Linked DNA regions of Mus musculus: regions 2, 3 and 4 are each linked to region 1. The links are chromatin contacts, called in public Hi-C and promoter capture Hi-C maps. All regions are on one chromosome and are shown on one strand. The core of a region is the stretch at or near the end of the contact, and the rest is flanking DNA. Distances in the headings are between cores, read along the strand shown. Region 1 holds the start of Hipk3 (homeodomain interacting protein kinase 3). Region 2 holds the start of Depdc7 (DEP domain containing 7). Region 3 overlaps Tcp11l1 (t-complex 11 like 1). Region 4 overlaps Cstf3 (cleavage stimulation factor, 3' pre-RNA, subunit 3).

Region 1 (3,015 bases), core at 206-2,705:
TAGTGTAGATTTCTATCTCTCTCTCTCTCTCTCTTTTTTTTAGCAATAATTTGTGTTTGGTTTTCAGATTATTGCCTTAAAAGAAATCCAATGTAAATGCTAAAGAATAAAGAATGGCTCCGACATTGCCCTCCTTTTGGATGTAGAGGGTAATCTCGAGCCTCTTCCGGTTCTGTCCATCTACCCGGCGCTGGCAATAGAGACTTGCATCACTGTGGCCATCTCATGCATACACCTTTTCTAAAAATCAGTCATTAGCTTTTCTACTTTAGTCTTCACTGTACTCCTATCTTGAAGAAAACACTGGTCACTGGAAAAAGGATTATCAGTGGCCTCGAGGGGATACCCTTTCCCCCTTTAAAGACATTCTACACAGTCCTAGTTTGAAAGGCAATAGGTAAAGGACTAGTATCTACCCAGCGAGTTGACCCTCCCTTTAGCCCCAGCTGCTGCAATGGAGAATATGTGTGGAGAAATAACATCGGCAAGCTCAGTCCTTCTAGTAAAGGAAGAAAGCAAAGGACATCTCCATTATAGAGACAGAGGTGCTTGCGTTGCGGAAACGTTAAATATTAGTTTAGAACCCAGACGAAACAGGTGGCAAAATAGGTTTACTGAATGATGGGTTGCTTCGAAGATAGATGCTTTCTGGAGAGATAGATGGAGGGGAGAGGGGTGGAGACTAAAGCTTTGCTCTTTAACCTTGCTCACGTCATCGAAACTTGTCTAAACCCTTGTCTTAGCATAAGAGTTTGGACTATGCATCAGTAAGATTCTTTCATCTCAAATTCCATGGTTCTATGGTTACGTGGGTGGAAATGGACCATTCTGTCGATTTCCTAGTTTCCAGGAGCGAAGAAACTAGCTTGGGTGTGGAACTAACTCGATGGAGAATTATCAACGTAGAGGTGGGCAGCTTCTCAACCACTGTGGTGGTGCACTTGGAAAACTTCCAAGAGAGTCCGTCCCTCATTCTTTGACGTGGTGTGACAAGTCTCCTGCTGTTTTGGAATGGGGGAGCGAGAAGGACCTATTTTAGGCTTAGATTATTCATTCTCTTTCTGCGTTTTTAGACTCCTAAGATGCCAAGAAACAGATTCTAAAGGGGTGGGAAGAGAATTAGGATGGGGTAACCTGGAAAGGCCTGTGGAATCCTGCTTCCGCATCTGAACCCCTTTGGGTATTAGGATTGTCCCTTAAATGTGTATTTTTGGGCCCGGAGTCAGGTTCAGAACTGCAGAGGAGGGCTGACGGAAGCCGTTCCTCTTGGAGGGGATGGCGTGAGAGCTCAGGGTTGGATCCGCGCGGGCCGCCTGGCGGGCTGCGAGCGTCAAGGGCGCGGCTGCAGGCGGACCCTGGGGAGGGGCTTCGCGGAGGCGCCGCGGCCCTACCCGAGCGGGGCCGCCCGGGCTCGGCGCTCAGAGCGGCCGAGCGGGCGGTGGCGCTGCGGAGGCGGCGGCCGAGGCCGGCGGGCGCGCGGAGGAGGGGCCCGATATCGGGGCGGCCTGCCGCAGCTGCCCGGGTGACGACTGCCGGCAGCGCGGCGCCCCGAGGAGTCCGAGCCGCAGGCCCCGGGCGACGCGGCCTCGCAAGCAGCCCTCGTCCTCGTCTCAACTCCGGGGAAATGGGCCCTCAGCACCGCGGGCCCTGCATCCCTTGTTGCCCGTAGGCCCCGGTGGCCCGCCGGCTTGTCACTGCCCCTCTCCCCAGTCGAGCGGTCCCCACCCCAGGTCCCCGGGAAGGAAGATGAGGGAGACGGGCCCGGCGATCGGCAGCCAGAGAAGCAGCAGCAGCGGTCGGGGGAGGGTGTTTCGCCGTTTCCTCTCAGCCGCCAGGACAAGATGGCAGCGGCCGCCGAGAGGGGCTGAGCCCCGGCTGGGTGGCGCCGCCTGCTGAAGCGCTTGGCTCCGGGTCCCCGCACGGCCCCCGCGACCCACCCCGGACATGCTCAGGGCTGCGGCCGCCCGAAGCGGGGAGAGCGCGGGCCTCTAGGAAGGTAAGGAAGCCAGGCAAGGGCGGGTAGCTCGGCGCCGTCGCGGGGCCTCGGGGGCCGGGGGAACCCTCGGAGCGACGGCTCTCCGTTCCCGCCCGGTTGTCCAGTGCGGCCGGCCCGGGCGGTTCCCGAAGGCCGGCGCCAAGCCAGGCCCGAGGAGGCCGTACGCGGGGACTGCGCGTGCTTTCCGCGCGCGCTTGGCGCAGCCTCCGGGAAGCCGCCCTGGCCGCGCCGGGCTGTCCGGGCCTTCCCCCAAGCCTAGGTTGCGCAACGGCTCTTCCCAGCAACCGAAGTTTTGTTTGGTCCCACGGGGGCCCCCCGTTTCGGCTCGGCGGCTCTAGGCCGTCACTACGGAGACCTCGTTCCTTTCATTGATGGGAGCGAAGACCAACGTGCACGCACGCCGCCGCCGGAGCGCCCAGCCCCGTGGCTGCGCCGCGGAGGCTTGGTGGCCCTGTCACCGGCGTCGCGGGGCGGCGGGTTTGGAGGGTGTCAACTCTGGAGACGTGCGTGCGTGTGATTGTTGGGGAGGAGAAATGTGATCCGAGGCTTCGCGTCCCCAGCGGCGGCGGGAGGAAGGCGTGGCGGCCGCGCGGCGGGGCTGTTGCCGGCTTCTCTCGTTACGGCGGCGGCGGCCCTCTTCCCTTCGCGCTGTGGGGAGACCAGCGGAAAGGACTCGGGACCAGAATGTCTGTTTTCCTGTCTGGGGGGAGACGGCTGTTGTAAAATGGTATGTGGATCTTGGGGGAAGCCTGTTGTTTCCCAGTCTTATCTGTGCTGGAGGAATTGCGCTGAAGGGTGTGTGCGTAAATTACCTTGGACCTGTTACAGAGTAGTCACAACATGTTCGGTCCTTGAACCGTGTTTTCACAACCTCTGGCTGGCCTGCTGCTGGCGAATTTGTTTTTCCACCTGTCAGTTCGCAGCTTATAAGGAGCTTCTATTAGCAGCAGCAGCAGCCGGTCCCCCCCCCCCCTCCCCGGCCCCCCTTAGGTTTCAGATTATGGCCCAGTTTACAGGGA
Region 2 (3,015 bases), core at 375-2,874, 250 kb before region 1:
TGCCAGTATTCTAACTAGACTAGACAAACACAGCACAAACTCTTGAAAAATGCCTCAGTCATACATAAAATGCCAAAAATGATCACTACGCAAACCTGCCTTTTTTCAAAAGATCCAATGTTAGTATTTGTCAAATTTATTTTCCAGGATGGTGAAATGTCAATGGTTATAAGAACTATGTTACTATGACCATGAAGACCCAAGTTCGGAGTCTGCAGAGGCCAGAAGAGGGCATCAGAAACCCTGGAGTTGGGGTTACAGACCAGTGGTTGTGAGCAGGCACATGGGTACTGGGAACTGAACTCTGATCCTTTGCTAGTAAAGCAAGAGCTGTACCTGCTGAATCGTCTCTCTAGCCCCCGCCCCCCAGTTAGCGTTTCTTCTAGGCCCTGCCCCATAGTTACCTGGCAACAGCCAGGTATGCCTGCCTGACTCACTGTAAAAGGGGCTGCTTGACGCCTCCTCACTCTCTTACCTACCATCTTACACTCTTCCCTCTCTGTCCCTCCCCTCCCCTCCCCTCCCCTCCCTCCCCTCCCCTCCCCTCCCCTCCCCTCTCTCTCCCTTACCCTCTTAACTCCTCCCCAAACTCTATTCTATACTATACTCCTTGTGTGACTGGTATCTCAGGGGGAACGGATACCTCAGCATGGGCCTGCAGAGGAACCATTCTACCACAACATACCACGCCTCCACCAAGCATATCCCTTCCTTCTTTTTTATAAAACACAACACCCCCCAAAAGAGGTAGAAATCTATAGAAAGGGCAACAGTTGCGAACAAATGCCTTTATTCCCACTCAGGAGATAGAGGTAGCCAGAGATTTTCGAGTTCGTGGCTAGCCTATTCTACAGAGCAAATTCTAGGACCGCCAGGGTATATAGAAAGACCCTGACTTTATTCAAAAGAAGAAGGGAGGGGACGGTCATGCATCCGTCAGCTAGGTTAATGATCTCCAACATCATTCAACCTTGCCGACTTAACCCAGCACTGGGTCCCTGGTTTCTCTACCTCAATTACCCAAGAAACTGAAGCGCTCCCAGCAGCAACCCTCTCTCCTTCCCCCTCCAGTTTGTTCTTCCATGCTCCCCTTCCCGGTGCTCACCAGACCCAGGGTTAATTTAGAATCAACACAGATTTCCTTGGCAGGAAGCCCCATGATCTTTGTTGTTGCGGTCCTCTGACCTCTAGACATTGCTCTCCTAGGCTAGATAAGGTTTTGTTTGTTCTTTAGAGGGACAGGAAGGAAAAAAACTCCAAGTATTTATTATCCTGACACACTTGGGAGCATTTATGGTCCAAATACGAATTGCTAAATGTCGGTTCAGGTAATTCTCATTAAAAGCCCAGCCAACCTGGTCCTAATACTAGCAGGTGAGAGCAGAAAGCACTGAGACCTGGAGCAATAAGACTCCGGTTGGAGCGAGGGCAGATCCTGGAGGGACACCTTGGGACTCAGCGGGTCTAGCCCCGGGCTAGTACCGACTAGCACTGGAAAAGCCATGCCTAAGTACTTTCTACCTGGACACCGCCCGCCTGGAGCTGCCTGGGGCGTTTTGGAGCGCAGAGGCTTGGAGCCAGTCTGTGAAACACGTGATCGCCAGGGGCGGAGCCCGCCGGGAGCCCCGCTCCCCGGGAGTTAACCCGAGGCTTCGGCGCGGGCGCGCAGTCTGTGGAGCAGCGGCAGCAGCGGCGGCGCGGGCACGGAGTCCAGCCCGCCGCTGACATGGCCACGGTTCGAGAGAAGGCGGCGGCGCTGAACCTGTCGGCTCTGCACAGCCCTGCACAGAGACCTCCGGGTGGGTCGGAGGGCCGCGGCAGCGTGGGGCGGGCGCGGGCTGTGGGCGGGCGGTGCGCTCCGCGGGCTGCGCGGCCGCGAGGATCCGCTTTCTCCTCCTGGGTGGGCAGCCGGCCACGGGCCACGGGCCACGGACCCCGCCGCAGCCAGAGCTCGGCGTTTTAGGAACTTTACCAAACTTCGCTCGCAGTGGGGGTTAGGCTCCACAGCCTGACTTGTGACACGCGCGGAATTTTGAATAGTTTCCTGGCCAGCGTCTGGAGAACGAACTCTTGACTGCATGGTGGGATCAGAGGTCGGTGGCTCCCAGACTCAGGAGATGAAGTAATATTGTGTAAATTTAACACTTTCGCTACAAGCAATGTTTCAGTGAAGCCCCCATCACCCCCCCCCAACCCCTGATCTGATAGTTACATGACTTTGGGAGACAAATGTATTGAATCATTGAGGGCGGGTGTAAGATCTTTGACCCGAATCCGATAATCCGTTCTAAAATTCTGACTCTTAATTCTGCAAATAAGGAGATATTTGGATTTGTTTGGATAAGGTGCCACCTTTCCCCCTTTCTGGAACTGCGGGATAGAGAGCTGGAGAAATTGGCTCTCTACCAAAGCTTTTCATTTGTAAAATGCCAACTTGCGGAAACAGTGATTCCTTCCCCTAGGTCAGAAAAGTGTATCTCAGTGGTCCCAGCTATTGTGTTTGACTGACTTTACTAATCAATGCTCCACATAATCTCCAAGATCTTAATGATGAATTTTGCTAGAGAACTGCTTTCTCGGTACAGATTATAAAAGCGGCCTATAGTCCAGCTGTAGAGGTGTAAGCCCTCAGTCCTACACTGGGGAGGCAGAGAGAGGTAAGGCCTCTGAGTTCCAAGTCAGCTCTACACAGAAAGTTCCAAACCAAACAGTTAAAAAATGAGACTGTCTCAAAAAACAAAACAAAACAAAAAAAACCCCAGCAAACAAGATCTGACCACTTACTGCTCTCACCTAACAGGCTCTGATCACTTTATCACTTGACATGGCACTGGAAATTGTTGATAGCTTTAGGCTCTCTCTGGTAAATGGGATTCCCAAATTCACCTACTTTAACTCGGAAGGTCTTTCCTAACAGCTGAAATGTCAGTTCTGGGCTCTGGACATTTGTGAACAGGTTTTTAGGTGGTGAGAGGGAATGCATTTTAAAACTGGGTAGCTAGCTGACTCACTGTG
Region 3 (3,015 bases), core at 285-2,784, 190 kb before region 1:
AGGAAGGAAAAGCCCGGGATGCTGTTAATCATCAAAAACAAAATAACGAGGAGTAAACTCAGCTGACAAGAGCTATGTGGGTAGGACCTGAGAGTAAAAATGGAAAAAATGAAAATTACTAGATTAAATTTTTTGTTTTCCCAAAGGAAAACATCAGTTTCAGCTAAATTATATTTCAGGTCTTGATTTTTGTCCTTGATGACAAATCTCTGTTAATTAGCTTTTCTCCTGCTGATCGGAACGGCAGGGAGTGTCACTTTGCCTCTTTCCTTATTCATAACTCAGAATTCACAACCAGGAAAGGGCAGCTTTCACAGCTTGGTGGTGGTGTATGGTTAGTGGGGTTTTTTGTTTGTTTGGTTGGTTGGTTGGTTGTTTTTTTGTGTTTGTTTCTGTGTCAGGGTCTCAAAATACTTACAGCTCTGGGTAGAGTGCACATTGCCTTTCCCGTGGCAGGATTAAGGCTTGCACCACCATACCCAGCTTTTGTTTTGTTTTTGAGACCAGGTCTTGTTCTGCAGCCCAGGTGGCCTGGTGTTCATTGTGAAATCCAGGCTGGCCTTAAACTATGACAGTCTTTCTGTCTTTGCTTCCCCAAGTGCTGGGAAGAAAATTTCATTTTTACAAGCCTCGCGTGACTTCAGGTAAACAACTGACTGAGTCTAGTATAGCTGTGTTTGTAGGCTGCTTCCAGGTGCCATGCGGTGGTGCATTTCAGGTAGCATAGCTTTGCTGATGAGATGGGAATGGCAGTCTGAATAGATCTTGTTGCCTGACCAGGTTGGTTAACTCAGTGGCCATGGAAGGAAGTTAATTCCTGCAGCCTTATATGGAAGCTTGGGGCTGGGAGGAATGGAAAGAGGGGAGAGTAGAAGTAGTGGGCGAAGATTGGCTGACACATTTCAGTTTGTCTGGGGTCACGGTCTTCTAGGCTAAAGAGCGTGGCAGAGTCAGGTGCCAGAAGCTCAGCTGCCCTGAAAGAATCGTTGCTGCGTAGGAGCCTACCTAGAGACATCACAGTCACTTGTCCACCTCTCCAAGGTTTCCAAAGCCTGAATGCCACAGAGAAAGCCTGTCTCTAGAAGGCTGTATATCAGCAGTCAGGACCAAATTGAGAACTTTGTGAGGAGAACAGAGGTGCAGCACCAGGGAGGAGCTGACAGTGGCTGAAACCCCAGCTCCTGCTTGGTTTGAAGGAGCTTCCACCAGGGCTGCACCTCTCTCAAGGAGCACTTTCTACTCAGAATGTGGAGGACACTGGTGTTCTGATAGGTACCTATGTGTTACTAAGGAAAGCAGAGGGGACATAAAGGCCACTGAAAGCCATCTGAGGGCCCCGTTGACATGCTCCCACTGCGTGAGTCACACCAGAAACAAGGCTAGCCCTCGGTGTAAATGCTTTGCTAAACAAAGGGACTCCAGCTGGTGTCTTGTCCTGTTTGTCTGTGAGCCAGAACTTTTAGCATCCCTCCGAGCTGCAGTCAATCTGGTCTTCCAGCCACCTCGAATGTGCTCACTACTAGAGAAAAGAGTAGGTAGGAAGGAAGCAGGCCAGGCCAGGCCAGGTTCTCGCAATGTCAGCCGTGAGGCAGGTGTCATGCATTTCTTTATGACAGGAATCTTCTGTTGAGATTTGTCTGAGGTCACGAAGCTATCGAAAAGCAATATGGTGATTTGGATTCAGTCTGTGGGTTTCAAAGTTCATTCTCTACCTTGAATTTCACTGGAGAAACTCTCTTCATTAAGGTAATTCCAAGAAGTGTCCCTGCAAATGTCAGGGTGATGAGTGTAGCCCTGTTTTCCAGACTCCCTGGACTTTGCCACACAGTGGCTGGAAGAGGCCACAAATGACCTTTTGAGTCAGAAGTACAAACATGCCCTGCCAGCTGGGGGAGGCGCTGCTGGCTCTGGGGATGCCCCACTCCTGACCCCTGTTTCTGTCCAGAATTTCGCCTACCTGAAGCTTCTGAAATGGGACCACTTCCAGAGACCTTTCCCTGAGGTAGGTGCTGTGGGCACCTTAGCCATTCACACGCTGTCTCAAGGGGCACAGTTGGTTTTTTGTTGTTGTTTTTTTTAAAGACTCTTATTGTTCTAGCACATATGTGTACATTCTACATATGAGAAAATATGCAATGTGGTCCTTCTTTTCCATTCCCACATCATTCTCTCTTGTTCTCCTCCCTTTGTGTTTTTGAGACAGGGGTTTTCCATGTACCCTTGGCTGTCCTGGAGCTTGCTATGCATTCCTGGGTAGTCTTGAACTTGTGGAGATCTGCCTGTCCTTTCCTCCTTAGCATGTGTCACTCCGTGCTTTCTGGTATATTTTCAGACTTATACAGTCCCCCTGGCAGCATCGTTAGCCAGCGGACTTTTCTCCTCCTTTCAGTTCTGCTTTCCATATTTGTCTGTTCTGGATAGTTCTTATTGTTTGTTGTTTGTTTGTTTTTTAAGATTATTTAATGTATATGAGTACACTGTTTTTATTCAATTTGTCATGATTTTTTTTTTAAAGAAAAGATGTGTATGGGTGTTGCACATCCTTAATTTCTGAGTTCAAGGCCAACCTGGTCTACAAAGTGAGTTCTGGAGATAGTTCAGACAGAGAAATCCTGTCTCGAAAAAACAAAAACAAAAAACCAAAAATAAATAAATAAATAAATAAATAAATAAATAAAATAAAAAACCATAAAAACAAACAAACAAGCAAACAAAAAACCCTGGTTTTGTTTCACAGCTTGCTCTCCAGAAACTTCTGCCACTCCCACGGTGAGCATTATCCTAAGCAGGTCTAGCTGCAGGAACCATTCAAGAGGATGACTAATGAGGGGTTCCCCACTTCTCTGGCAGAAACTAAGCTGGTGTGTGGCTTCCTCTGTCTTCTTTGAGAGCACTTGTTCCTTTTTTCAGCTTCAGACCTGCAGCTTCTGTAAACGTCTCTGTCATGGCCCCTGTGTTTCCTTTCAAGAGCTGTAAGCTTCCCTTCTTGCCTGAGTTCCCTGTTGGTACTAAAGG
Region 4 (3,015 bases), core at 279-2,778, 170 kb before region 1:
AGGAGGCATGTTTTTGAGGTCCTTTTATTCCTTTCAAAGGACCCTTTTAAAAATTTATAACTACAAAACAGTCGCCATACATTCTGCCATAAATAAAAACAAACAGTAAGGCAGGACTACGTAAGCAAACTGAGAACAAACGTTTTTCAGAAAATGTGAAAATGTTTTACAATCATAAGCCATCCAGTTTTTAAAATAAAACTGTGGAAAACTTACAAATCTTCAAGTGGCACATACAAGACACCCTTGAAAAGGAACAAGATGTGGCGTTGTCATTTTGTACTGTTATTTAAAACCTAATCTTGCTTAGAGGATAGGTCTGCTCCAAATTCAAAATCCACACAGGCTTGGGTTTTTTCTCAAGAACCATATGACAGAGGCACCAATGACAATACAACTTTGTTTCCAAAACCTTGTAACAAAGTGTTGTCTCTTTAAAACATATGACTTAAGAGGCAAAACAGGAGTCCTGGGTAAGAGTTTTTCTCTCAGAGGCAGGTAGGTTTAAGCCGACTCATCGTATTCGCTTCTGCTGCCGTGCTCTGTAAATGTCATGAACAGGGGGGACTACAGCCCCCTTTTCTTCATCTTCGTCTGAATCCTCGTTGGGCCTTTTGACAGCCTTAGTCAGTACAGCACTACTTTCCACTGGGCCGTTGCCTTCCACAGCCAGCTCTGGGGCCCCACCAGTGATGATCCTCACGGCTTCCTCAACAGCTGTTGGGATGGAGCAAAAAGAACATCGCTTACGACGATGCTACTATAGAAGAGTGCTCTGCCCATTCCATAGCCTGTCAGCAAGCATGGAATGGTGTTGCTGCTACTAAGTTACAGCTGCCATTAAAACCGAGAAAATGCTAAGACAGATTAGACAGTGCACCACCACACGTGCCAGGATTCTGATTGTGTGTTACCAGAGTATATGCCCACACTGCAGAAGGCCCAGCTTACTCCAGGCTGTTCCTGCACCTCTGTAGACTGGATACTTGGCTTTAGAGACTTTGCTGAAGAGAACAATCCTTTCTCTCTGGGAAACAATGTAGATTCCGCAGTGAAAATGAGCTTCTGTTACTTACTGTTTGGTATCTTGCATCTTCGGAAAATTTCCATCAGCTCATCCACTTGTACAAAAGGACCCTATCATGACACGAGTACATTTCAGCTCAGTTACCTGACAAGTTCACTGTTGTACCTCCCACTATACAAAAACAACAACAAAAACCCATATAATTACTGCGACCCAGAGAACCAGTGTGTACAATGAACAAACCTGGAAGCAGATAGGAGGTGGGAGCAGTTTCATCAAAACAACAGCGGCAGGAGGCACTGGAAACACTCCACCGGGGACAGGGTGCAAGCCTGGAGCTGAGGGAGAAAGCAGGCATGAAACATGGGCACAGTTTCTATGTGAGAAAGCTGAAGTCAAGTGACCTGCACACAACTTTCTATGTCCCTGCCGCTCCCTTCTGAACACATACAAAGGGCTGTAGTGCTTTAACCAAGTGACCAAATGAAATAGGCCGGACAGGAAATTCAGTGTCAGTCTTAGGTCACTGGGAATCAGACAAGTGACTTCATGTAAAGCCAGCCAGGTCTGCTCTAAAAGACATTTTTGTTTACTACTTTTGAGTTACAGTGTTTAGTAATCCTGTTTGAAGTCACTTGTTCAAAAGCACATTTAATCAAAAGGGTCTTGTTCAAAGAGGACCTAGAGGGGCTACTAACCACTCACAACTGCAGTGAGTTTCCAGTTGGTCGAGTACTCTGCACACTGCAGCATGTGTGAAATGGGCAACTGAGGTCTGCAGTGTTCAGAGGCTTGGGTTGATTGGTTTTTTAAACATTCTTAGTGTTTGCAGTTCAAAGATTACTGTCAACTCACTGTGACCCCAAGTCTAATAGTTAACTTACAGTGGAAAAGGCCAGGTTACTTCCCTCCCACACCTTGGATTGAAATCAAACGAACGTCTGAGTTCTGGATCTTACGTGCTAAATGTCGTGGCTGAAATGGAATCATCTGCTGAGTGTCTGGCTTAGGGTACTCAGGTTTTCTATCCACTTCATCTTTCAGAACAGGCACTATGGAAGGAGCTACAACTGGGTCTGGAATTATAGCAGCTAGCTTAGCACGGGAGACATCCTGAAAATGCAGAACAGAAGAATCCTAAACCTGAAAAGGGTCTTACAGAGCATTGTGCAGTTCCACAATCTTGAGGATACAGTAGGAATAATTGGGTTATAAGCACAGGAAGGATGGAGAAGGAGAAAGGAAATCTCATGATGATAAAGATTGTTCAACACAACAAGGGAAGCCATTCACTTTGAAGGTTGCATTTTAAAAATTTACCTCAACCCCAGCTAAGAATCACTAGACTGTCTCCAGGCAGGATCATTGCAAGATAGATACAAGACTTTGTGAAAAGAGTTGTAAGAATGGCACCAAGAAGAGAGTGGGGTGATGTGAAGGAAAAGGTTTAGACTTGTTTGTTCGAGACAGGGTCTCATTTTGTAGCCCTAGCTGTTCTGGAACTCAGCTGGCCTCAAACTTACAGAGACCAGCCGCCTCTGTCTTCCCACTGCTGGGATTAAAGGCACCTCTCACCATGCCCAGCTAAGATAAAGCTTTGCTTTTTGATACTTTCCTTCCACTGGATTAACATCTCAGTAAAAGCGAAAAGCCTGGGTTAAGTGAGATTCTTGCTTCATGAAAGCCAAGATGGGGATCACTAGCACTGCACTGGCTCACAGCAGTTCGCTAATGCAGTGAACATCCTTCCAATGTACAGGAGAAAAGAAACATATCTTGAACATATATTCTTAGCCAGATTGTATTCACTCTTTGAGGAAATCAGTAACATTCCTAGCATGGACTGGAGCTTAAAAGAAGATCTCACAGCTAATAGGAAGTAGAGAGAGCATTGGGTGTCCACCTTCTCCTTTCAAACCAGCAGGGCCCTCTCCAAGTTATGTCACAGTCACCTTTAACAGGTCCTGTCCATTTCAGTCCTCCAAATC

The links. Promoter capture Hi-C pulls out the DNA fragments that hold promoters and counts their contacts. Hi-C and Micro-C count contacts between places; a contact is called where the count stands out from the background.
Region 2: a contact with region 1 is called in a promoter capture Hi-C map of liver. The contact joins the promoter of Depdc7 here to the promoter of Hipk3 in region 1. A contact is called at or near these places in 18 of 39 promoter capture datasets (the 3T3-L1 cell line, 3T3-L1-derived adipocytes, the C10 cell line and 10 more), 7 of 484 Hi-C or Micro-C datasets (LSK cells, embryonic stem cells and liver), 4 of 115 datasets of contacts at active chromatin or transcription factors (bone marrow-derived macrophages, embryonic stem cells, extraembryonic endoderm stem cells and 1 more) and 1 of 9 other capture datasets (adipose tissue).
Region 3: a contact with region 1 is called in a promoter capture Hi-C map of the HPC-7 cell line, with 2.0 times the contacts expected there. The contact joins the enhancer-like site here to the promoter of Hipk3 in region 1. A contact is called at or near these places in 4 of 39 promoter capture datasets (3T3-L1-derived adipocytes, the C10 cell line, the HPC-7 cell line and 1 more), 2 of 115 datasets of contacts at active chromatin or transcription factors (bone marrow-derived macrophages and pancreatic cancer cells) and 2 of 9 other capture datasets (liver and pancreatic islet).
Region 4: a Hi-C map of liver shows a contact between it and region 1, with 1.8 times the contacts expected there. The contact joins the enhancer-like site here to the promoter of Hipk3 in region 1. A contact is called at or near these places in 2 of 39 promoter capture datasets (both in liver), 2 of 484 Hi-C or Micro-C datasets (liver and nephron progenitors), 1 of 115 datasets of contacts at active chromatin or transcription factors (bone marrow-derived macrophages) and 3 of 9 other capture datasets (adipose tissue, liver and pancreatic islet).

Annotation. Positions count from the first base shown.
Region 1 is chr2:104,492,929-104,495,943 of GRCm38.p6, reverse strand. It overlaps Hipk3 (homeodomain interacting protein kinase 3), which reads left to right and starts at 1,455. Exons shown (of 16, transcript NM_010434.2): 1 at 1,455-1,996.
Region 2 is chr2:104,741,466-104,744,480 of GRCm38.p6, reverse strand. It overlaps Depdc7 (DEP domain containing 7), which reads left to right and starts at 1,624. Exons shown (of 9, transcript NM_144804.2): 1 at 1,624-1,799. The coding sequence starts at 1,727.
Region 3 is chr2:104,687,365-104,690,379 of GRCm38.p6, reverse strand. Tcp11l1 (t-complex 11 like 1) reads left to right here. Exons shown (of 10, transcript NM_177190.5): 7 at 1,806-2,002. Among named protein-coding and RNA genes, the nearest start is that of Gm6306, 21 kb to the left of the region's middle. Within about 2 kb of position 1,534, at least 37 of the 459 cell types and tissues checked have an H3K27ac peak or open chromatin away from gene starts, as enhancers often do. A contact at or near this core is called in the HPC-7 cell line, bone marrow-derived macrophages, liver and 1 more, where this site is marked.
Region 4 is chr2:104,662,419-104,665,433 of GRCm38.p6, reverse strand. It overlaps Cstf3 (cleavage stimulation factor, 3' pre-RNA, subunit 3), which reads right to left. Exons shown (of 21, transcript NM_145529.3): 18 at 1,987-2,140; 19 at 1,271-1,365; 20 at 1,077-1,137; 21 at 9-717. The coding sequence ends at 515. Among named protein-coding and RNA genes, the nearest start is that of Gm6306, 46 kb to the left of the region's middle. Within about 2 kb of position 1,528, at least 6 of the 459 cell types and tissues checked have an H3K27ac peak or open chromatin away from gene starts, as enhancers often do. A contact at or near this core is called in liver, where this site is marked.